Regions from separate parts of the Mus musculus genome. Here all the other regions are linked to region 2. A link is a contact called in public HiChIP or PLAC-seq, Micro-C and promoter capture Hi-C data. All regions are on one chromosome and are shown on one strand. The core of a region is the stretch at or near the end of the contact, and the rest is flanking DNA. Distances in the headings are between cores, read along the strand shown. Region 1 holds the start of B930059L03Rik (RIKEN cDNA B930059L03 gene). Region 2 holds the start of Yy1 (YY1 transcription factor). Region 3 holds the start of Wdr20 (WD repeat domain 20). Region 4 has its middle 6.4 kb from the start of Gm40577. Region 5 overlaps Ppp2r5c (protein phosphatase 2, regulatory subunit B', gamma). Region 6 overlaps Gm34554 (a long non-coding RNA gene).

Region 1 (3,359 bases), core at 146-2,645, 1.8 Mb before region 2:
GTGAGGTGTAATGTGTGACCCAAGAGTTATTATTTATTAAGAGAGTGAGAACAAAACTACTCAACAAATTACATCAATACAAGGGATGCAGACTGCCAATTTATTATTCAGGAAATTCTAACATCATGGAGAGAGAGAATTGTGTCCATGCTTCTGACAGCACCCCCACACCAGGGCTACCTTCCAGGGTTACCAGTATCTTGGGCAGGAAGCAGTGGGAAACAGACATCGCTAGGGCTTCCTTGGAACAGGCATGGCTATGACCCTGGAGGGAATCAGCACAAATTTCCAGATTTTTGAGCCCTAGAACAGTAAGACTCAGGGACAGAGTCGGAGACAGGCAGTTTACTACAAAGAAAGGAGAGAGGGAGACAGAAGTCAAGCCAGGAAGTGCACGCCTTTATTCTTAGGGCAGAGGCAGGGACATCTCTTGAGTTTAGGGTCTACACAGTGAGTTCCAGGTCAGCCAAGAAGAGACTCTGTTTTATAGACAGACAGACAGACAGACAATAAGGCTAGCCAAGGCGAGACCCTGTCTTATGAGTAAATTAGAGAAAGAAGGAAAGAAAGAGGCACCCAGTGAGTGGTAGTGGGAAAGACGGGGTGCTCAAAGTCCTCATCTATGTGAGTTCTGGTCCTCCATAGTTATTTACATAGCAAGCACCTCTACCTCTTTACGTTACCACGTGTCCGGTACACGCCACTTAGGTGGGACGAGTTTCCTGACCCTGCTTACTGGTTTCTTTCGTTAATCTCTCGGCATCCCCAGCCTCCCACCTACTTCAGTTCTCAGAGCTGCTACAGGGGACAGGTTGGCCCTGTCCTATCCACGCTACGGTCGCGTCTCGGGGTTCCATGACGGGGGTCACATGGGACCCTGGTCACCAACCCCGCCTATCAAGTGGAAAGTGACGGGGCTGTAACCCAGGACCTGCCGTTCAGTTCCACGGACGCCTGTTTGCCGCTGTCCAGAAGCCACTTCTGCAGAGTGGCAGGTCGATCACGTGTCGCCAGGGGAGCGGTCACGTGTGGCCTCGAACGATCATGTGAGTCCTCAAGCCAATCACCGCGGCCTGGAAGAAGGGGCATTGCGATTGGCTCATTTTCCTCCCGTGAATATCGCGAGATTCAGAGTCAGACACTTCCCGATTGGTCGATGCGCTGCGTCATTTCCCTGCGCCAGCGTTTAGGTGAAGGTAGTCGGTCTCCCTGTCCTGTGTGCCGTGGGCCAAGCGTCTAAGCTTGGGTCCGGGCCGTCCGCGGCCCTCACTCCCCTCCCGCCAAGGGACGCGGCCCCCTCTGCGGCTTCCTCTAGACGTCGCTGCCTTGTCCTAAGTCAGCCTGCGTTCGAGCTGCCGAACCGAGGTTTCGTGCGGCTTCCTGGCGCGGTGACTCATCCAGTCACGTGCGCCGTGGAGGCTGCGCCTTGCGGAGATCTCCGCCCTGCCGAGATGGCAGAGACCTTCCCGGGGCCGCCCTTGTCCTGCTGCCGTGTTCTGGTGCAGCTGTGCTGAGCTGATATCCTGTTGACTTTGAACTCTTCTCCGTTTTCTGCATGCGCTTTGTCTCATTCCTACGGGGTACCTGCTGCCATCCGCTTGCTCTTTGGTTTGGATGCCGGGTAGCCGTGCTGAGTCCCAACTCTGATGCTCCTGCCTCCACCTTTCCAGTGCTGGCATGGAAGGCGTATGTCAGCACGTCCACCTTACACACACGTACCCACATTTGATTGCCTCTCCACTTGGATCTTGCTGTTCTCGCTGATCCCACATTTATCTGTACATTGCGTCCATCAGACGCAGTTTTGAGTGTCCCACACGGTGCCAGACTGAAGGTACAGCGATAAGTAGGGTAATAGGGACATTGCTTGTAGAGGGCTCACGGGCTATCCTGGGGTGACTGGTTGGAGGGATGTTTTTGCAAGCTCCCTCTTGGCTGCAGTGTGGAATGTTTGAGAAGAAGGTGTTGGGCCGGCAGGAAAAGTTAGTCCTGGGGTGAGGATGAATTCGAATTTGGAATGAGTGCCAGAACCTTTCTAGTTTCAATTTGGCCATATTTTATGGAGACCGCTCAGCAGTTAGGTCCATGTACAGTTCTTCCGGACAATCCGAGTTTAGAGTCCCACGTTAGGGACAGACTATTTATAACCCTAGCCCCAGGGGACCGAACACCCTCTTGCTTCCGTGGGCACTTGCACTCATATGTACAAATCCACATACAGAAACAAACACATTTAAAAAAATAAAATCTTAAGGAGTGAGAGCGTGTGCTGGGGTTTTCTCACTTCTCTGCTCACATTTGCATCTAGCAACACTTCAGGCAGGTGAGGATAATTCCTGGTTTCTGTTTTTCAGCATGGAAAACAGTGCGGCCGGGAGTAGCTGGCCTTACTGCTCAGACTAGGTGAATTTTGCTGATGGCTAAATTTTTGAAGCAGAATTGCAGAGTCAAAATACATGACACCCTGCAGGGTGGAACGTGTTTCTAATGCCAGCATTCAGGGGGCTGGGTAGTAGGATTTTTGGTAAGACTGTCTCAAAATGTTTTCAACACTTACCTTTTAAAACTTTCAGTTGCATTTTTAAGGGTCCTACAAATCTGCAAGCCACCAACAGTAAACTGAAGTGACCCACCCTTCCTCACCTGCTACTGGGGTTACTTTCCTGTCCTTCCAGAAGCATTGACTTGTGGCCCTGAGATCTGCATAGGATGGCGACACTGCCAGTGGGAGCCCCTGCTTACCTGCCTCTGCTGGCTTTGCATCCTCCTCGGGAATATTCCTCACACCTACACGGCATGCCTATGTCTCTTTTGGCATGTAGGTGGAGGTAGAATTTCTGTTATGGGTGTCTACTTTCAGCCAGCTCCTTGCCCTCCAGCTACGTGCAGCCAGCCAGCTGGGAAGCGGTGGAGTACCATCGCCTAAGCCAGTGGTGCTTCCTGCAGCCATAGTTCTGCAGAGCAGTGTAGTTTAATGCAGTGTATCCCGTTTGATGCCTTCTCATGGTGTAGAGAGAGCCTGTCACAGGAAACAGAAATGCAGCTACTTTCTGTAGACTCCAGGCTGTCACCTGTGGCAGGTGGCATCCCATGGAAGATGAGGCCCTTGTCACTCACCATTTAAAGAAAAACCTCTTTCCTTAGGGGGGTGGTATACTGTTGTTGGGAGGGCTGGGATCTTCCATACTCCTGAAACTGGGAGAGAATGCCATTGCTTTCATTTGTAATTCATGACCTCATCTTTTAACTAAGTTGCTCAGAAAGCTCAAATCTCCCACCATCTTTAAAGACAACAGCAAAACAAACAAACTCCCTTCTGCAGGCTGGAGAGATGGCTCAGTGGTTAAGAACAGTGACTG
Region 2 (2,988 bases), core at 108-2,607:
ACACGAGCGCCCTACGTGCCACCCAAGTCCCGCCCCGCAGCGGCGACGGCCTGGGCCAGCGTGACCGCGGGGCAGCTGCGGCGGGGCTATGCGCCGCCCGCTCCGGGAAGGGCTTCGGGGAGACGCTTCGCGTCCGAGGGGGCCGAGCTGAGCGGAGCCGAGCGGGGCGGGGCCCCGACAGCCCCCGGGGGACGGCGGGGGAGCGGCGCGCGTCCGCCCTGCGCCACGGCCCTGTCAACGCCCGGCGGGTGGTCCGGCGCGGGGCGGCGCCCTCAACCGGCCCCGCCGCACGTCCGTTGGCTCGGGCGTGGAGGGGCGCTGGCCCCTCCCTCCCCGCCCGCCGCCCCAGCCCGCTTCCGCTCGCACAAACTACGCCATTGCGGCCTAGCCGGGCGCCGCCCCTCCCCCGCGCCGCCATCTTCGCGGCCCGCCGCCCCCGCCATCTTTTGGGGCCGCCATACTTGCCCGGGCGGAGAAGATGGCGGCGCCCATCACACACATAAAACATGGCTTCCCTTCAAAACAAAAACATCCCGAGCGGCGGCGCGCCGCCTGCACTCACCCGAGGACCACATGGTGACCGAGAACTCGCCCTCCAGGGTCTTGATCTGCACCTGCTTCTGCTCCCACTTCTTATTCCCCGGGTCGGCGCCGCCGCCGCCCGCCGCGCCGGCCCCGCCGCCCAGGTAACTCTTCTTGCCGCTCTTCTTGCCGCCGCCCTTCTTCACGCGACCGCCGCCCGACGAGGCCCCGCCGCCGCTCTTGCCGGCCGCCGCCACGGTGACCAGCGTCTGCTCTATGTAGTCGTCGTCGCCGCCGGCCGGCGCGGGCACCGGGATGAGGATCTGGTCCTCGAAGCCGTCCTCGGCGCGCAGCCCGTCCGAGTCGTCCCCGCCGACCACCTCCTCGCGCGTCTGCACCAGGATCACCTCCTGGTGGTGGTGCACTTGGGTCGGGTCGTCCGTCACCAGCGGCTGCAGCGCGATCATGGGCGGGTGGTGGTGGTGGTGGTGGTGGTGGTGATGGTGGTGGCCGGCGTGCCCGTGGCCGCCCCCGCCGCCGCCGTGGTCGCCGCCGCCGCCGTCCTCGTCGTCGTCGTCCTCCTCCTCCTCCTCGCCCACCACCGTGGTCTCGATGGTCTCCACCGGGATGGTCTCCACCTCGATCTCATGCAGCTCCACGATCTCGGCCGGCATCTCCGAGCCGTCCGTGGCGATGTAGAGGGTGTCGCCCGAGGCCATGGCTGAGGGCTCCGCCGCCACGGCCGCCGCGGCAGGCGGCCTCGGCTCCTGGGCTGCGGGAGGGAGGGCGGGCGGGCGAGGAGGCGGCCGGCCGTGGGGAAGGAAGGCAGAGGGAGGAAGGCAGCGGGCGGGCGGGGGGAGAGGGGGCGGGCGGCGGGGGAAGGGGCGGGCGCGGCGGCCGCGGGGCTTCCCCGCCTCCCGAGATCGGTGCGCCCCGCGCTGGCTCGCTCGCTCGCTCGGCCGCTGCCTGTCCTGCTTCCCCGCCTGCCTTCGCCTCGCCTCGGCTGCCTGCCCTGGCTGTGGCCGCGCCTCCTCCCGCCCTCCGGGCCGGCGTTACGCTGCCCCCTGCCTCCTGCGCCTCCGCCTCCTTCCACACAAATACCAACTCCTCAACCCCGAGCCCAGATCTCGCCGCCGCCGCCGCCGCCACACTCTGCTCCGGCTCGGCCTCGCGAGACTTCCGCGGGGCTCTCGGCCCCGCCCCGTCCCCGATTCCCCACTCGCTGTTCCGGCTCTCGCTCCTCCCTCGCTACCAATCGCAGGGCCCCTCGAGGCGCCGGGGCCCCGCCTACTCCCAACCAGGGTCCTCCCGATTGGGGGGGCCCCCGCTGGGGTAGGGGGCGTGGCGGCCCGCACGCGCGCTGGCTGGCCCCCCCGGCGCGTGACGTCAGCTCCGCGCCGCCGTCGCCTTACGGCGCTCGGCGTCGCGCGAACCCCGGCGTCCGCGGTGCAACAGTGACAAAAGTGCCGCTCCGGGGCCCCAGTCGCTGACAGGAGTGGGGCGTCGGCGCTGCGCCTTACGCCTCGGGAGCCGGCGAACTTTCCGCGCGACCCAGGCGCACGGTAACGAGCTGGGGTGAAGGGGGGCGCGCGCCTGGGGCTGGCGTGCTGCCGGCGGGGCGTGCGACCGGCGGCCGCGTGGCCGCAATAAAGTCTGCTCTGACGAGAAACGCCTGTGCTTGATTTTTGGTTTCCCGTTCGTTTTGCCTTTACTCGTTACTCGGGGTCTCGTGCGGTAGCGGCACGGACGGCGTAGCCGACCGTGTGCTGCCACGGGCTCTTTGGTCGCGTGCCGGTGGGCGGCGCGCGAAGGCGACCGCGGCAAGCGGAAGCGGCGCGCGCAGCCTAGGGTTCACCGTTGGAAGTGTGTCCGTTATTCTTTTATGACCCGCGGAAACCGGAGACCCAGCCGTTGGGTGCCTGTTGGAACGAAGGGTCTGGCTGCTCCTGTCGAGCGACTCCACTATTGTAGCTTTCTGAAAACTCCCTTCTATCTTTGAATAACTTGACACAGGCTTCGCCTATTCCTCGCTCATAAACATTCCTTTTGCCGAAAAGGACTATTTAAAAATATTCCTTTTAAATAGTCTTTGCATTTAGCTCTTTGAAAATTCCATGTCTTTTGTGATTTCCCTATTATAAGTAACAGCTTAGGTTTTCCTTGTTCAAATCATCAAATTGCTTAAGATACATTGTAGTGAAGTGTTTCTTCTGTGCTTCCTTTCGATAGACCAGGTGTGGTTTAAAGCAACATAAAGTTAGATTGCCTTTTTTTTTTCCAAGAACCGAAAATTTGAGCCAAGTGTATCTTATTTGTTTCTTAGATTTAACGGTCAGCTTCATCTGTTGAATATTCTGGATTACTTTTATCTACCGGAGTTGTTAGTGTTGAGGCAGGAGAGTATTCTAAATGCATTACATGCATCTTAGGCCAAACTTAAACAGTTGGGCATCTTATAATTTTAAA
Region 3 (3,337 bases), core at 379-2,878, 1.9 Mb before region 2:
AGTGAGTCAGTAACAGGGTTGGGAACTGCACTAAAACTTCAGTTCCTACTCTTCAAACCACTGGATACTTTCCCAACCCCGAGAGAGGAGAGTCAACCAGCTATTTCCAAACGCTTCGGGAGTTCACTGACAAGAATAAAGACAAGTCAGAAGATTCACCTTGGACCAAAGAAACAAGCTTACGTTTGCACACCATCATTCCTTCCCTTGTCCTCCTAACCGTACAGTGCAACATAAACAGCAGCTGACTTTGGATATAGCCATCCCTGGGAACACGTCCTCTTCAATATGGACAACGTACTTTCCCACTAACTGAACATTTATAAGTGAATCTTCCATCACCTTGTCACATTCCGTTGGAGGTGCTATGGAGTGCATACATTTCCTTACTCTCTCAATGGTCAAAAGTTAAAATAAGCAATTCTTGCCAGTGACCAAAAAATAAAAAAATAAAATAAAATAAAAGCGCCAATAAATTGCTGCTTTTAACGAGACATTTTAAAACTCGATTGCATGCGTCACAGAATTACTGTTAAGTTCTTGGCTGGTTACTTTAAAGTAGCATTTAAGGCCTATCCCTCCCTGTTTGGGACATAGCCTGACTCGTTAGACAAGATAAATCTAGGCACGCTCACACACAACACCTCTGAAGCAACTTAGCCTATTTGAAAACATAATTCCAACCTCCCTAGTCTTGAGTACTCAGCCCTCTTACACTGCAAGGGACAGAATGACCCTCTTCAAAAACCTTTCGGGAGACGGTTCCCTCCGCGGAGACAATGACAGGCGACCTCCCGGAAAGGTTTTTGGAAACAGTGCTGACACCAGGAGAAGTGTCAGTGCGGCAGCAGGTGGAGTAGCCCTGCGTGCCGAGCAGGTCCTTTCTGACCTAGTCTCCAAGTCCTCCGCCTCCCTGTCCCGGTTCCGCCTTACGGACCTTTCCAAGCCGCCTCGCGTCCCGGTTCTCTCACCCAGGGCAGGACTCTCGAGCCTCCCGGGAAGCGAGGCCACCTAAAACGGCCGCCGCACCTCTTCCGGGGACTCGCAGGCCCGCTCCCGGGCGGGATCGGAACCTGACAGACCCCGCCGGGGGAGGAGGCGACCGGCTACTCCCGGGGCATCTCCGCGACCCGGCTCCAGAGCCCCCTCCTCCCCTAGGAGGCAGCGCTGCCGCCGGCGCCTCACTCCCGAAGCCCCCTCTCCTCCGGAGCACCTCAGCGGAGTTACCGGCCCACTCAAAAGTACAAGTGCCGGCCGCCCCCACCGGTCACCCCGGCCTCGCTGTCACCGCCCAGCTCCCGGCCTCGGCCCGCGCCGCCGGCGCGCCCCCGGTGACGCCCGGGTCGGTACCTTGCGGACCCCCTTGTAGATATAGAAGTAGAGCTCCCGGCCCACATTGAAGCAGAGGCGGTCGCCGTTGCCAGACTGGTCGTTGAGGTTTACGAAGGAGACGCGGACAGGGTTGGATCCCTGCGAGTTGAAGGGCACCCGGTTGGGCCGGCTGTACTCCGAGTGCTGCAGCAGCTTGTACAGACCTTCCCGGGTGGTGAATTGGGTCTTAATCTCGTTCATCTCCTTCCCTCCTCCCTCCGTCGCCATCTTGGAAAGCAGCGTTCATCCTGCCCTAAGTGCCCGGATCACGCCCACCGCGCAGGCGCCGTCCTCGGCCGCTCGCTTTCTCCACTCCCCACCCCCTTCTCCGCGGCCCCGCCCACTGGCGAGCCAGCCCCCACGAAGGCGGGCCGAAGCGAAGGGGGCGGGCTAGTTTTTAATGGTCCAACTGCGCACGCGCGCTCACCTGGCGCGCTCCACCCGGAGGGGCGTGCGCAAGCTCCTCCCCTGGGTGCCGCCCTCCTGGTGCGGGTCGAAGCGAGCGCGCTGAGCGTTGGTGCGGGGCTCCTGTCTCGCTCTGCAGCTTCGCTGAGGGACCCGATCCCTAAGAGACGCCACCGCGTTGGCCTTGGCCAGCTGGTGGTCCCGGCAGAGCCTGAGGCGAGCAGTGAAGTCCGGTGTTTGGACGTGTATGTCCCAGCTGTCCGCGATCCTCCCTGGGAAGCTAGGGAGGACTCCGACGGTCCGCTTGGGTGCGGGGTACCGATGCCTGGTGACAAGCCCCTCTACGTCTCACAGAAGATATCGATGGATTGGGCTTTATTACAGCTCAGGGTTTGGTTTGGTTTGGTTTGGTTGGGTTGGGTTGGGTTTTGTAGGCGGGGTGGGAAGAACCGCATGAATGTACAGGACTTGTGTTTTCAAGTCTCACCTGAAACCTTCCTGGTGAGCATTGGCTTGTTCTTGAGAAAGTAGGTTCTGTCGGAACTTCTGTCTCCTGTGCCTCTTAATAAAGGTTAAGCTAATTGATTTTCTTAAAGCCTCAAACGGAACCTGAAGTTGTTTGCCAGGAGAACCATCGAGTTGTGCTGAATATCCTGTACAAAGTATTAGGTGAAGGCAAGCGCACACATTAAAGTAGGACCTAACAGTCACCATTTGATGCTTCGATTTCTGGGTGTGTGCACTGGAATACAAAGGCTTCTAAAGTGATAAACGTTAAAATAGAATTCTAGAGCGGAGAAAATGTTACACGAAGAATGACCTATCCCTGAGAAATCCTGTCTGTAGAGCGAGCCCAGTACACTGTGGGCACCTGTGCTTCCAGACAGAAGGAATGCCTGAGCCCGGAGCTGGGAGGCTGCTACCCGAGCCCACAGACCGAGACTCCAACCTCACAAAAATTAATTGTACACAAGGGGGAGTGTTCTAAAGAAGTATAAATCATAGCCATTTTATGTAGTGGGAAGCAAGTACAGACACAGTAGAAACTGTGCCAGTGATGTAATAAGGCATTTGACTAACATCCTGTAGAACTGGCAAAAGAAAAAAAAAAAAGCACTACAGTAAATCCTTTTTTTGTTGTTTTTGTTTTTGATACTGTATTTCACTAAATAGCCCTGGCTGTCCTGGAACTCAACCAGAGATTAGGCTCCAACTCAGAAATCCATCTGTCTTTAACTACCAAGTGCTGGGCTTAATGGCATGAACCACACACCCAGCTTTAAAATCCTTTTTTTTTTTTTTTTTTGGTGGTTTTTTTTTTTTTCTTTTGGTGTTTTTTTGAGTTCTGGATCAAAGGCATGTGCCACCATCACCTGACTTTAAAAGTCTTCTTAATACATCCCTAGAATGCACTTTAAATTTCATTTTGTTGTTATTTGTCTTTTCCTATGAATGCAAATTTGTCTTTTCCATAAAATGCAAATATGGATCACAACTCTTAAAAATACTAGGGGGTGTTCAGTGGATAATCCCAAGCTCCCATAGCTATGCTATTTTGTAC
Region 4 (3,486 bases), core at 530-3,029, 1.6 Mb before region 2:
GTATTGCGGAAGCCAGAGGTCAATGCTATGTATGAGTTTCCCTGGTCATGGCTTCTCTTCACAGCAGAACAGGATAACTCTGGAGACAAGATGATAAGGGAATAAAGGGAGGACAGACACACGAACACACGCACAGAAAAACTGAAGTTATCTGGAAGAGGATTCTATGCCTGCTAGTCTTTGCACACACTGCCAACACCCACACGTAGACCAGACTGAGGTCTTGCCATTCCCGAATCTGAGCTGAGGACTGTTTTGCCACGTCCCATGGGTCTAAGGCATTCCTCCTTGTCAAGAATACACACCCTGTAGTGGTTTGAATACCCTTAGCCCAGGGAGTGGCACTATTGGGAGATGTGGTCTTATTGTAGTAGGTGTGTCACTGTGGGGTGGGCTTTGAGGTCCTAACTTAAGCTCCTCCCATCTCGGAAGAGAGCTTCCTCCTAGCTGTCCAAAAATGCCAGTCTTTCCTGGTTGCTTTTCAATCAAGATGTAGAACTCTCAGCTTCTCTGGCACCATGTCTGCCTGGATGCTGCCATACTTCCTGCTATGATGATAGTGGACTGAACCTCTGCACCTGTAAGCCAGCCCCAATTAAATGTTGTCCTTATAAGAGTTGCCTTGGTCATGGTGTCTGTTCACAGCAATGGAAACCCAAACTAAGACACACCCACCCACTAATTTATTCACTTCTTAAACATTTACTCAAGGATCCCTCCACTCTCCACAGGGAGTTAGTAACTGTTAGTAACTGTTAGTTAGTAATCCCATGTCTCAGTAAGGTGCCCACTAGGATCTGAGGCTGGCGAGATGGGGCTGGGGAGCTGCTGCAGGCATTGTGGCCTGTGTCATAGTCTGGTCTAGATTCTAAAGGATTTTTACATAAAAATTTGCAGGACATGGCTCTCCAGCCCAGAGCACATTGCGCCTGGACTCTCCAAATTTATATTCTCTGTTCTGACACAATCATGCCAGCCAGTCACCCCAATGCCAGCCAATCACCCCAGTGTCTTAACAGCTCTGATATCATGTCAGACATCTGAAGTTCAAAGTCAGCCGTATTGGATGTGGGTGAGACTCAGGGTCCATCTCAATGCTGCTCTCCGCTCTTGAACCTATAAAATCCAGGCACTGCTATGTTTCAGAATACAGTGGTGGGTTAGGTACAGGACAGACACTCCACCGGGCAACGAGAACTAGGAAAGGAAGGACTTATAGGACCCAGGTGAGCCCAAACCCAGCAGGGCAAATTCCACCAGTCAGGGAAGTCTGAGGGTGGCCGCTGAGTACGTTTTTCCATCCTGAAGGGAAGCTGTATGATAAACAACTCTAACTTCAGGAAGACCCTGAAACTAAGCAGATTTACTTAGCCCCTCCCTCTTGGAGTAAATGGTAAAGGCTGAGAGACCCTCTCAGACAAAGCACAGAAGATTCCCAGAGGAGAAAAGCTACAAGGAGACTTATGCCAGACCAGCTGCTCCGGGGAAATGGTTTAGACCAGAGTCACTTGGGAAGAACACCCCAACCTGTTGAGCTGTCTGCAGGCTGTGCAGTGGGCTCCTTGTGAGCTGTTACCCATGCTGAGGTGGACTTTGATGACACAGCTATCTTTGAGTCATTTCTGCTCCTGTAAGTGACCCCTCACCCAGATTCCTGTAAGTAACCCCAATAAAACTCATTGGCTAAAACTAAGTTGGACTTTGGTCATATTCATACTTTGGTCTGTCACGAGGTCCCTATCTGGGGTGAGTAGATGTGTGTTTTCTAGGAAATATTTTGTCATACAGCAGGGACTTTCTGGCACCAAGCTCTTGCCCTCTAGGCCCATGGGACAGGGCCCTTCTGGATACACAAGGGTGTGTTTTATTCTTTAAATCTGCTGGGGTAGCGGCCACACCTTTACCCAGGCAGAAGGCTCTGCAGTTTGCCAGGCAGGGACAAAGGGTTCAGAGCAAGTCTGCTCCAGGCTCTGGCCCAGTGGCAGTTCTCTGGGACCATGCCTCTAGTGGTGACTCTGTTGTAGGCATACTTTATTGGGTTCTTATATCTACCACCCTTCTCCATCCCAATCCTGTCCAACCTCCCAACACGGGCTAGGAGGAAAAGAAGGCTAGAGGTGGGAGGGGGTGTCATCTCCTTAGACTGCCTCCTGCTGATCAGGGGTGTCGGGTACCTTGGGTGCAGGTCCAGTCTTCACTGTCAGGATATATGGTTTCTTCTTCATGTCTCTTTACCCAGCAACCAGGAGCAGCAGGGGGAGCAGCCACCATCACAGGCCCTCTCTGGGCTCCTTTCAAGAGTCCCCAGAATTCTAAACATAAGCTATCTACAGGGGGCAAAAATCACACCCCTGCTAGAGCATGAGACAAATCATAGCAGCTGTGGACAACCTGAAGCAGCCCCACAGCCCACGCCTGGGATTAAAACAAACAAACAAACAAACAAACAAACAAACAAACAAAACATATTTACATAACATAACCATGGCTTTTTAAAAAATTAGATATTTTCTTTATTTACATTTCAAATGCTATCCCGAAAGTTCCTTGTATCCTCCCCCTGCCCTGCTCCCCTACCCACCCACTCCCACTCCTTGGCCCTGGCATTCCCCTGTACTGGGGCATATAAAGTTTGCAAGACCAAGGGGCCTCTCTTCCCAATGATGGCTGACTAGGCCATCTTCTGCTACATATGCAGCTAGAGACACGAGCTCTGGGGGTACTGGTTAGTTCATATTGTTGTTCCACATAACCAGGGTTTTAATGATAACACATTCTCAGTACAGTCTACACCTCCCCATACATCCAAGGTGCTCCTGGGTTATGAGGCCAAGCCTCACCGGGCATTACCCTACGGGAGGCTCCCTTTGGTGTGCCCACAGTCTGTCTCTGTCTTTTCTCTTTTGGAGACAGGATTTCGCTGTGTAGTCCAGGCCCTGTCTCAGCCTCCCGAATGCTAGGATTAGAGCTATGCACCATCATGTCCGCTTTCTGAGGCATCTGTCTGGGATGGAGAAGACAAGACCAGTGGGACCTGCATTGTCTTGAACATAACTGGTTCCTGGCTTCTGCTTGAGAGTGAATCTTCTCAGAGGGTCACCTGAGCATACCTGGGTTCTCTCTGGAAACCCTCTCATTCTAACGCTGAGGACTTACCAACCCTGTAACTTCTGCTTCCCTGTGCTGAACGCTGCCTGCTAAGAAGCAGTCAGGGGACCAGGCGGTGCCTTCCACAGTTCAGAATGGTCTCAGCTAAATGTCCTCTAGTGTGGCTCACAGCTGTGAGACAGTCACGCAGTCCATTCAGCCCACCGGGTTAGAACGCTGTGCCCATCTCCTATCACAGCTTAGTCTTTGCTTCTGACTGGGGCCTCCTCGTGGCCCTTACACAGCATGGCTGTGCCTGCAGTGCCTGTTTGAGGTCACCTGGGGTCGAATGAGAAGATGGAGTCTTTTCTACAGCACCCACTTTCCCCTGCTCCTGCT
Region 5 (3,216 bases), core at 38-2,537, 1.7 Mb before region 2:
GTAAACAGATGGGCTGCGGAGGAGACACACCAGGAGAGTCTCAGTGAGACAACAGGGAACAGGTATTCAAAAAACCAGGGTGATTCTGTGCCTGCTACTGAGAATTAGGGGTACATGAGATGGGTTTCTCTGTATAGCCCTGGCTGTCCTAGAACTCACTTTGTAAACCAGGCTGGCCTTGAACTCAGAAATCCGCCTGCCTCCCAAGTGCTGGGATTACAGGCATGCGCTACCACAGCCCGGCCTTGTATTTAGTTTTTATAATACTGATGAGTGAATTGTATGATAAAATAAGAGGACTCACATCCAAACACACAAAAGAAACTATATTTCAATAAGAAAGTCAAGTTAAAGACATCTAGAGCTGCTGGGCGTGGATGGGCACGGGCATGCCCACACCTTTGATCCCAGCACTTGGGAGGCAGAGGCAGACAGCTAGCTCTCTCAAAATTTGAGGTCAGCCTGGTATACATTAGCAATACACCTGGTACATTTAGATACATGCAGGTAAACACTCATACACACAAAATAAAAATAAATACATCTTAAAAAATGAAAATGAGCCGGGCGTGGTGGCGCACGCCTTTAACCCCAGCACTTGGGAGGCAGAGGCAGGTGGATTTCTGAGTTCAAGGCCAGCCTGGTCTACAGAGTGAGTTCCAGGACAGCCAGAGCTATACAGAGAAACCCTGTCTCGAAAACCCAAAAAAAAAGAAAAAAAGAAAGAAAGAAAACGGAGGAAGCAAGAGACTGGGCTCAGATGTTAAGATCTCTGGCTTCTCTTCCAGAGGTCCTGAGTTCAGTTCCCAGCAACCACATGGTGGCTCACAACCATCTGTAATGCAATCTGATGGCATTCAGGTGTCCATGCAGACAGCTTTCATATAAATGAATGAATCAAGAAAGAAAGAGACAAACAAACAGAGAAAGAGGACAAAATCTATGAGTCATAACAGAGAGGCAAGAATGATTTGACACGTGTAACCAATAAACTTATCACATTAACAGAATGATAGACAGAAAGGCTGTATGACCATCGTGACATCAGACACAGGAAGAACCCATGGTACTCTGTGATGGTGCATGTCTGTAATGCCAGCCCTCAGGAGGCAGAGGCAGGTAGGGCTCTGTGAGTCTGAGGCCAGCCTGGTCAACATACTTTTAATTTCTACTTTAGTGGGTTCTGAGAAGGCCAGGCTGATTCTTTGATAGGCTTCACATTGGGAGTTAAGGAGACTAGGCCCAAATCTCTGTTTCTGAGAACCGGGCAAGTCCAGGCAAGTCCCCAGAAGCTGCCCCGCCCATCATCTGGCCTGAGGCAAGGACAATGGGTCAGCAGCAGCTTCCAGACCTTCCACAGCAGGTTCCCAGCCCTTACACCCAGGTAAAGGAATCTGCATAGAGATGGACCCAACAGATTAACACAGAGGTCACCTACCCAGAAATTCCCTAACGTGCTTTAAATCAGGCCTGTGAGCTCACCTGTGTGTCTCTCTATTCGGGTAATGGGAGACCCCAGCATGCTGGACTTGTGCAGAATAAAACACTCGTTGTGTTTACATAGTTTGAGTCCAGGGTATCATTCTTCAGAGAATGATAGACCCTTACAGGTTCCAGTACAAAAAAAAAAAAAAAAAGGAAGGGAAAACAGAGAGACAGAGGGAAGAAAGGACAGGCACAGAGGGACACATTTCACAACAAAGGCTGTGTGTACTGAGTGGGAAGAGCTGAAAGCATTCCTTGAGGTCAGGAGCAACAGGAGGACGCCATCCTCACACTCTTACTCAAAGCATGCTATAGTCCTAGACAGAACGATCCAACACGAGAGGGAAATCAAGGGCAACCAAACTGAAGCTATGGCAGATAGCATGGCCTTACCATATAGAGGGCTTTTATGTTTGCTTTGTTGTTTTCGAGACAGGGTTTCTCTGTGTAGCCCTGGCTGTCATAGAGCTCATTCTGTAGACCAGACTGGTCTTGAACTCACAGAGATCCACCTTCCTGATTCCCTGAGTGCTGGATCTTAAGGTATGTGTCACCACCCTCAGCTGATAGCCTTAACTTTAAAACAAGGTCATTTCTATTTTTATGTGTATGGCTATTTGGTCTGTTTGTACATCGGTGCACCAGATGTGGGCCTGGCTCCTGGAGAAGCCAGAATTATGGGACTGGATCACGTTGTGGTTTGAATGAAAATGCCCCCCACACCCACCCCACCCCCACCTCACCCCTGTAGGCTCATAGGGAGTGGTGGTATTTGAAAGGATTAGCAGGGGTGGCCTTGTCGGTGGAAGTGTGTCACTGGGGGTGGGCTCCTGGGTTTCATTTCTCTCTTCCTGCCTGTGGATCTGGATGTAGAACCTTGACTCCGTCTCCAGCGCTGTGTCTGCTTATGTGTAGCCATGTTCTCTGCCCAGTGATAATGCACTAAGACTCTGAAACTATAAAGCAGCCCTAACTAAACGTTTTCCTTTCTAAGAGTGTCTATGGTGTCTCTTCATAGCAATAGATCAATGACTAAGGCCGGTCCCCTGCAACCAGGGTGAGCTGCCACGTGAGGGCTGGGGCTTGAATCTGGGTCCTCTGGAAGAGCAGCCAGTGCTCTTAATCACTGAGCCATCTCTCCAGTCCCTATATAAGAAAGTTTAAGGGTTTCGTTAATAAATAAATACCTACCAAAACTGATAAAAGAAAAAAATGATGTAAGAATTTTGTAATGCTGCCAAGAACAAAAATCAACATTAAAAAAAAAAAATGAGTGTAAGTTAGACCTAGCACTGCAAACCACAATCCCAGGTTTAGGAGGCTAAGGTAGGATGCTAACAAATTCAGAGCCTGTTTGGACTAGAGGGTAAGTTTAAGAATAGTCTGGCCAAATTAGTGAGTTTATGTTGCAAAATAATAAAGTCAAAAGAAGGCTGGTGGTATAGCTCAGTGGTTGAGCACTTTCCTAGGGCGAATAAGGTCCTCGGGTCAATCAGTGGTACAGTAAGAAGAAAAAGGACAGCCAGGGTAAGCTGGGCACCATGGTGTGCGCCTGCAGACCCGGCTAGGCTGGGCACCGTGGTGACCCAGCTACTTGCAGGCATCACTTGGGCTCACAAGTTCAAACCTGGAGAACATACCAAGATTATTTCAAAAGACAAAAGCAAACTCAAAGAAAAATTCTAGGATCATTAGTATGTATAGACAACAAATTTGCAGAAAAATAAAGGA
Region 6 (3,031 bases), core at 105-2,604, 1.2 Mb before region 2:
ACCACAGATCCAGGGGAGCGGTGAGGAGGGAGCAGGCTTGGCCCTCCTCCAGCTGCACCCTTCACTTTGCTGGCTGGTAGAAGGTGGGAGCAGGGATTAACAGGCCCGGGCTTGTTCTCTCTCCCTGAGCACAGAGGCCCCATGGGGCAGCTCTAATTGGTTCATGTCTGACTGTAGCAAAGAACAAATTGATTTCCCTCCAGCTGTTTCTGCAACCACAGGTCCTCAAGCAGGCACAGGCAGCCGGCTGTGCCACCCGGCTTCATGGTCAAGCGCTGGGGCAAAGTCGGGGGTGAAGGGCAAAGGGGGTCTTGTGACAAAGAAGGGATCCTGCCTCAGTGTCCCAGAGTACACGCACGAACGCACGCACCTTGACAGAGGAAGAAACGAGAGGCCCTCTGGGCTTCAGTGCTCCCTGTAGTAGCTGTCAAAAGCCAAGCATCAAACAAGATCCTACAGTAGAAAACCAGCGTTCCCTCTACATGGGGCTCCATACACAACAGCTCAGCCATACTGGAGTCTTTAGCTACAGGATACACATTTTCTTGCCCCGGGGCCTTTGCACATGCTGAAAATGTTTGCACCATCTCCCTTCCCACGTATTCCTTTGCCAGTGGACAATATATTCTTGCCCCGTGGACTCGGCTGGCAGGTCTTCGCTTGGACAGCTTCTCCTGGGAAGGGGCCTTGGCCTTCTCTGCACTCAGCCCCATGCTTGGCTTACTATGTGTGGAACCTTCCCACAGCAGGTCTAGCTTTTCTTCCCAAGGAGCAAATATAGTCCCTGCCCCAGCCATCATTCTGTGCGCACAAGCAGCCTCGGTGCCCGAGGAACCATGGGCGATCTCCGGGAGGAGGTTTTAGAGTGAGTGTGGGGCAGGGAACCCCACGGGCCTGAACCGACTGGCAGAGCAACCAGGAACCAAGGAAAGAGCTGGAACCCGCCCTGCTGGCAGGCCGAGAAATGGCAGACTGAGCCCAACAAGGCTCACACACACACCTGGCCTCCTGCTTAGAGCCTGCAGTGAACTCCCGGCACAGGCACGAAGCCCTCCTCGATCCCCGCCTCCCCAACCCCACCCCTCTCTCACTCAGGATTCTTTGTGACAGAGGTGGATGCACACCCCAGACTTTGTTCCCAGTTCCTGCCGCCCTTCCTCCATATTTCTTTCTCCACACCAAAGCAGAGCCCCAGCCACAAGAGAGGTGTTGTCAGTCCCCCACCCCACTCCACTTCTCCCTCGCCTCCCACCCTCGCTACCCCCCTCCTCCTGCAAACCGGCCACCTCTCTTTGTGTCCTCTGTCCCGGCCGACCCTCTCTTTGTGTCCTCCCTTCCAAATCTGCATCATAAAAAGCGCTAGGCCCAGACGGTTAAGGAAGGCTTTCCTTGGGGTGGGGAGAAGGGGCCAGGCTGTACTGGCAAGGTCAAATTTCTTTTTATTTCCCAGCGACAGGGGCCATTCACATGTTAATAAATGACACTCCCATCGGGCGTCTAGGCAGCCTTTCTGAAAACTGAATTTTAACTCAGCACAACTGCTCTGTGAACAAGTCTACAAATAAAGATCCTGAGGTGTGGGGTGACAGGGGGCAGATGGAAAGCCACCCAATGTGCAGAGGGCTAAGGAAAGGAACTGTCCACCGCCTGCCTGGCTAAAAATCACCAAGTCCTTCCATCCCAGAGTGAAGGATGGACAAAATTTGTGATTCACAATCAAGACTTGCTGACAGACAAATGAGCAGGAGGGGACTTTCTGGGGTCTTGTCTTGGTCACTTAGGCTGCGTGCAATCTCCAGCATCCCATAGCGTAGGTTTTCCCATGTGTCTCAGCTGCTTCCCCTCTGACGCCCAGATCCCTGTAGCTGGTTCTGGGGCAGTCCTGGCCTCACCTGAAATTGATCACCCCCCACCCAAGGCCTGACTTTCAACCAAGAAGTCTGTTGCTGTTGTTATGGGGTTCTCTTGTTGTTTGGTTGTTTGTTTGTTTGTTTTTGGCTTGCTTTTTTGCATCCTTTAGGATTTGTGCCTGAAGGGAACGAGGAGGCCAGAGTTTTTTGTTCTGTTTTTTTCTTTTAAAGTTTTAGAAAAGCTGTACAAAGGTTTTATAAGACGTTGTTCTTGTGCAACTGAAAAGCTGCAAGATTTGGCAGACATTAGTGAGCTGGGGTCAAAATGCCCAAATGAAAACCAGGTTTGGGGGCTGAGAGATGGCTCAGGGGTTAAGAGCACTGGCTGCCCTTCCCGAAGCCCAGTGCTTTATTCCTGTCACGCACATGGTGGCTCACCACCACCTGTAACTCCAATTCCAGGAGCTCTGACGACTTCTTCTGGCCTTGTCGGGCATCAGGCTCACATGCAATACACATACAAGTGTAACATGAACGTGCATAAAATAAAAATAAATATATCTTTTTAATAAAGTATGCTTGCTTCAGGGATATCCTGATTTCTGGTGGCTGAGATAGACCTGGAGCTCTTCGATTCCTGGCCCATGTGGTGAATCTCTGAAACAAGAACAGACAGTGGGCAGAACCTGTAAGAGTTCTCTGTAGGTGTCTGTGCCCCAGGGGGTTCAGTGGATGTTAGGTCTCCTAGCCTACCTTTTACAGGACTCAAGAGTGCTTCCCAGGAAGACACACTAGCTGGAGGTGGAGGTTCTAAGGCAATGGCCGCTGCAAGGTAGTGCCAGAAGAGAGTGGGTGGGGCTGAGCAGAGAGGGCACTGAGGGATGAGGGGCAGGACTAAGGGAAAGTGGGTGGGGCTGAGGAGAGGGAGTACTGAAGGATGAGGGCAGAGCTAAAGGGAAATGAGTGGGGCTGAGGAAGGCTGAAGAAGGCTGGGCAGGGCTGAGGGAGACCAAAGATCAATATCAGTGGCCATAGCCAATATCCACAGCCAGGAGGCCCCATAAGCACCAGACATTTGCTACCTCCAGTTCTGGCAACTGGAAGTTGAAGGTTGAGCTGGAAAGTAGGGTCCTGGTTGGGGCCTTCTTTGAGATGTAGCTCTGTCTCTCTGAGTCCTCACT

The links. Promoter capture Hi-C pulls out the DNA fragments that hold promoters and counts their contacts. A called contact is a pair of places that touch in the nucleus more often than the background predicts. HiChIP or PLAC-seq counts read pairs in DNA pulled down with a chosen protein or histone mark.
Region 1: a promoter capture Hi-C map of 3T3-L1-derived adipocytes shows a contact between it and region 2, with 15 times the contacts expected there. The contact joins the promoter of B930059L03Rik here to the promoter of Yy1 in region 2. A contact is called at or near these places in 13 of 39 promoter capture datasets (the 3T3-L1 cell line, 3T3-L1-derived adipocytes, the C10 cell line and 8 more), 6 of 484 Hi-C or Micro-C datasets (CD4 T cells, the G1E-ER4 cell line, LSK cells and 3 more), 7 of 115 datasets of contacts at active chromatin or transcription factors (astrocytes, embryonic stem cells, large pre-B cells and 4 more) and 2 of 9 other capture datasets (adipose tissue and liver).
Region 3: an H3K27ac HiChIP or PLAC-seq map of extraembryonic endoderm stem cells shows a contact between it and region 2, with 15 times the contacts expected there. The contact joins the promoter of Wdr20 here to the promoter of Yy1 in region 2. A contact is called at or near these places in 9 of 39 promoter capture datasets (the 3T3-L1 cell line, 3T3-L1-derived adipocytes, the C10 cell line and 6 more), 1 of 484 Hi-C or Micro-C datasets (cortical neurons), 7 of 115 datasets of contacts at active chromatin or transcription factors (embryonic forebrain, embryonic hindbrain, extraembryonic endoderm stem cells and 4 more) and 1 of 9 other capture datasets (adipose tissue).
Region 4: a FOXA1 HiChIP or PLAC-seq map of pancreatic cancer cells shows a contact between it and region 2. The contact joins the enhancer-like site here to the promoter of Yy1 in region 2. A contact is called at or near these places in 6 of 39 promoter capture datasets (3T3-L1-derived adipocytes, the HPC-7 cell line, cranial neural crest and 3 more), 1 of 484 Hi-C or Micro-C datasets (embryonic stem cells), 6 of 115 datasets of contacts at active chromatin or transcription factors (embryonic forebrain, embryonic hindbrain, large pre-B cells and 3 more) and 1 of 9 other capture datasets (embryonic stem cells).
Region 5: a Micro-C map of embryonic stem cells shows a contact between it and region 2, with 7 times the contacts expected there. The contact joins the enhancer-like site here to the promoter of Yy1 in region 2. A contact is called at or near these places in 1 of 484 Hi-C or Micro-C datasets (embryonic stem cells) and 9 of 115 datasets of contacts at active chromatin or transcription factors (astrocytes, double positive thymocytes, embryonic forebrain and 5 more).
Region 6: a contact with region 2 is called in an H3K27ac HiChIP or PLAC-seq map of embryonic stem cells, with 3 times the contacts expected there. The contact joins the enhancer-like site here to the promoter of Yy1 in region 2. A contact is called at or near these places in 2 of 39 promoter capture datasets (both in the 3T3-L1 cell line), 1 of 484 Hi-C or Micro-C datasets (embryonic stem cells) and 4 of 115 datasets of contacts at active chromatin or transcription factors (embryonic hindbrain, embryonic stem cells, large pre-B cells and 1 more).

Annotation. Positions count from the first base shown.
Region 1 is chr12:110,589,410-110,592,768 of GRCm38.p6, reverse strand. It overlaps B930059L03Rik (RIKEN cDNA B930059L03 gene), which reads right to left and starts at 1,395. Exons shown (of 1, transcript NR_033340.1): 1 at 90-1,395.
Region 2 is chr12:108,791,666-108,794,653 of GRCm38.p6, reverse strand. It overlaps Yy1 (YY1 transcription factor), which reads right to left and starts at 1,357. Exons shown (of 5, transcript NM_009537.4): 1 at 563-1,357. The coding sequence starts at 1,241.
Region 3 is chr12:110,736,291-110,739,627 of GRCm38.p6, reverse strand. Wdr20 (WD repeat domain 20) reads right to left here and starts at 1,628. Exons shown (of 3, transcript NM_027149.4): 1 at 1,351-1,628. The coding sequence starts at 1,599.
Region 4 is chr12:110,422,699-110,426,184 of GRCm38.p6, reverse strand. No RefSeq gene overlaps it. Among named protein-coding and RNA genes, the nearest start is that of Gm40577, 6.4 kb to the right of the region's middle. Within about 2 kb of position 1,779, at least 15 of the 459 cell types and tissues checked have an H3K27ac peak or open chromatin away from gene starts, as enhancers often do. A contact at or near this core is called in pancreatic cancer cells, where this site is marked.
Region 5 is chr12:110,470,527-110,473,742 of GRCm38.p6, reverse strand. All of the region lies in intron 3 of Ppp2r5c (protein phosphatase 2, regulatory subunit B', gamma), which reads right to left. All of the region lies in intron 5 of Gm19605 (predicted gene, 19605), which reads left to right. Among named protein-coding and RNA genes, the nearest start is that of Gm19605, 14 kb to the left of the region's middle. Within about 2 kb of position 1,287, at least 36 of the 459 cell types and tissues checked have an H3K27ac peak or open chromatin away from gene starts, as enhancers often do. A contact at or near this core is called in embryonic stem cells and epiblast stem cells, where this site is marked.
Region 6 is chr12:109,946,839-109,949,869 of GRCm38.p6, reverse strand. It overlaps Gm34554 (a long non-coding RNA gene), which reads right to left. Exons shown (of 3, transcript XR_381936.1): 3 at 2,392-2,507. Among named protein-coding and RNA genes, the nearest start is that of Gm34554, 26 kb to the right of the region's middle. RefSeq lists an enhancer at 1-3,031. Within about 2 kb of position 1,354, at least 54 of the 459 cell types and tissues checked have an H3K27ac peak or open chromatin away from gene starts, as enhancers often do. A contact at or near this core is called in embryonic stem cells, where this site is marked.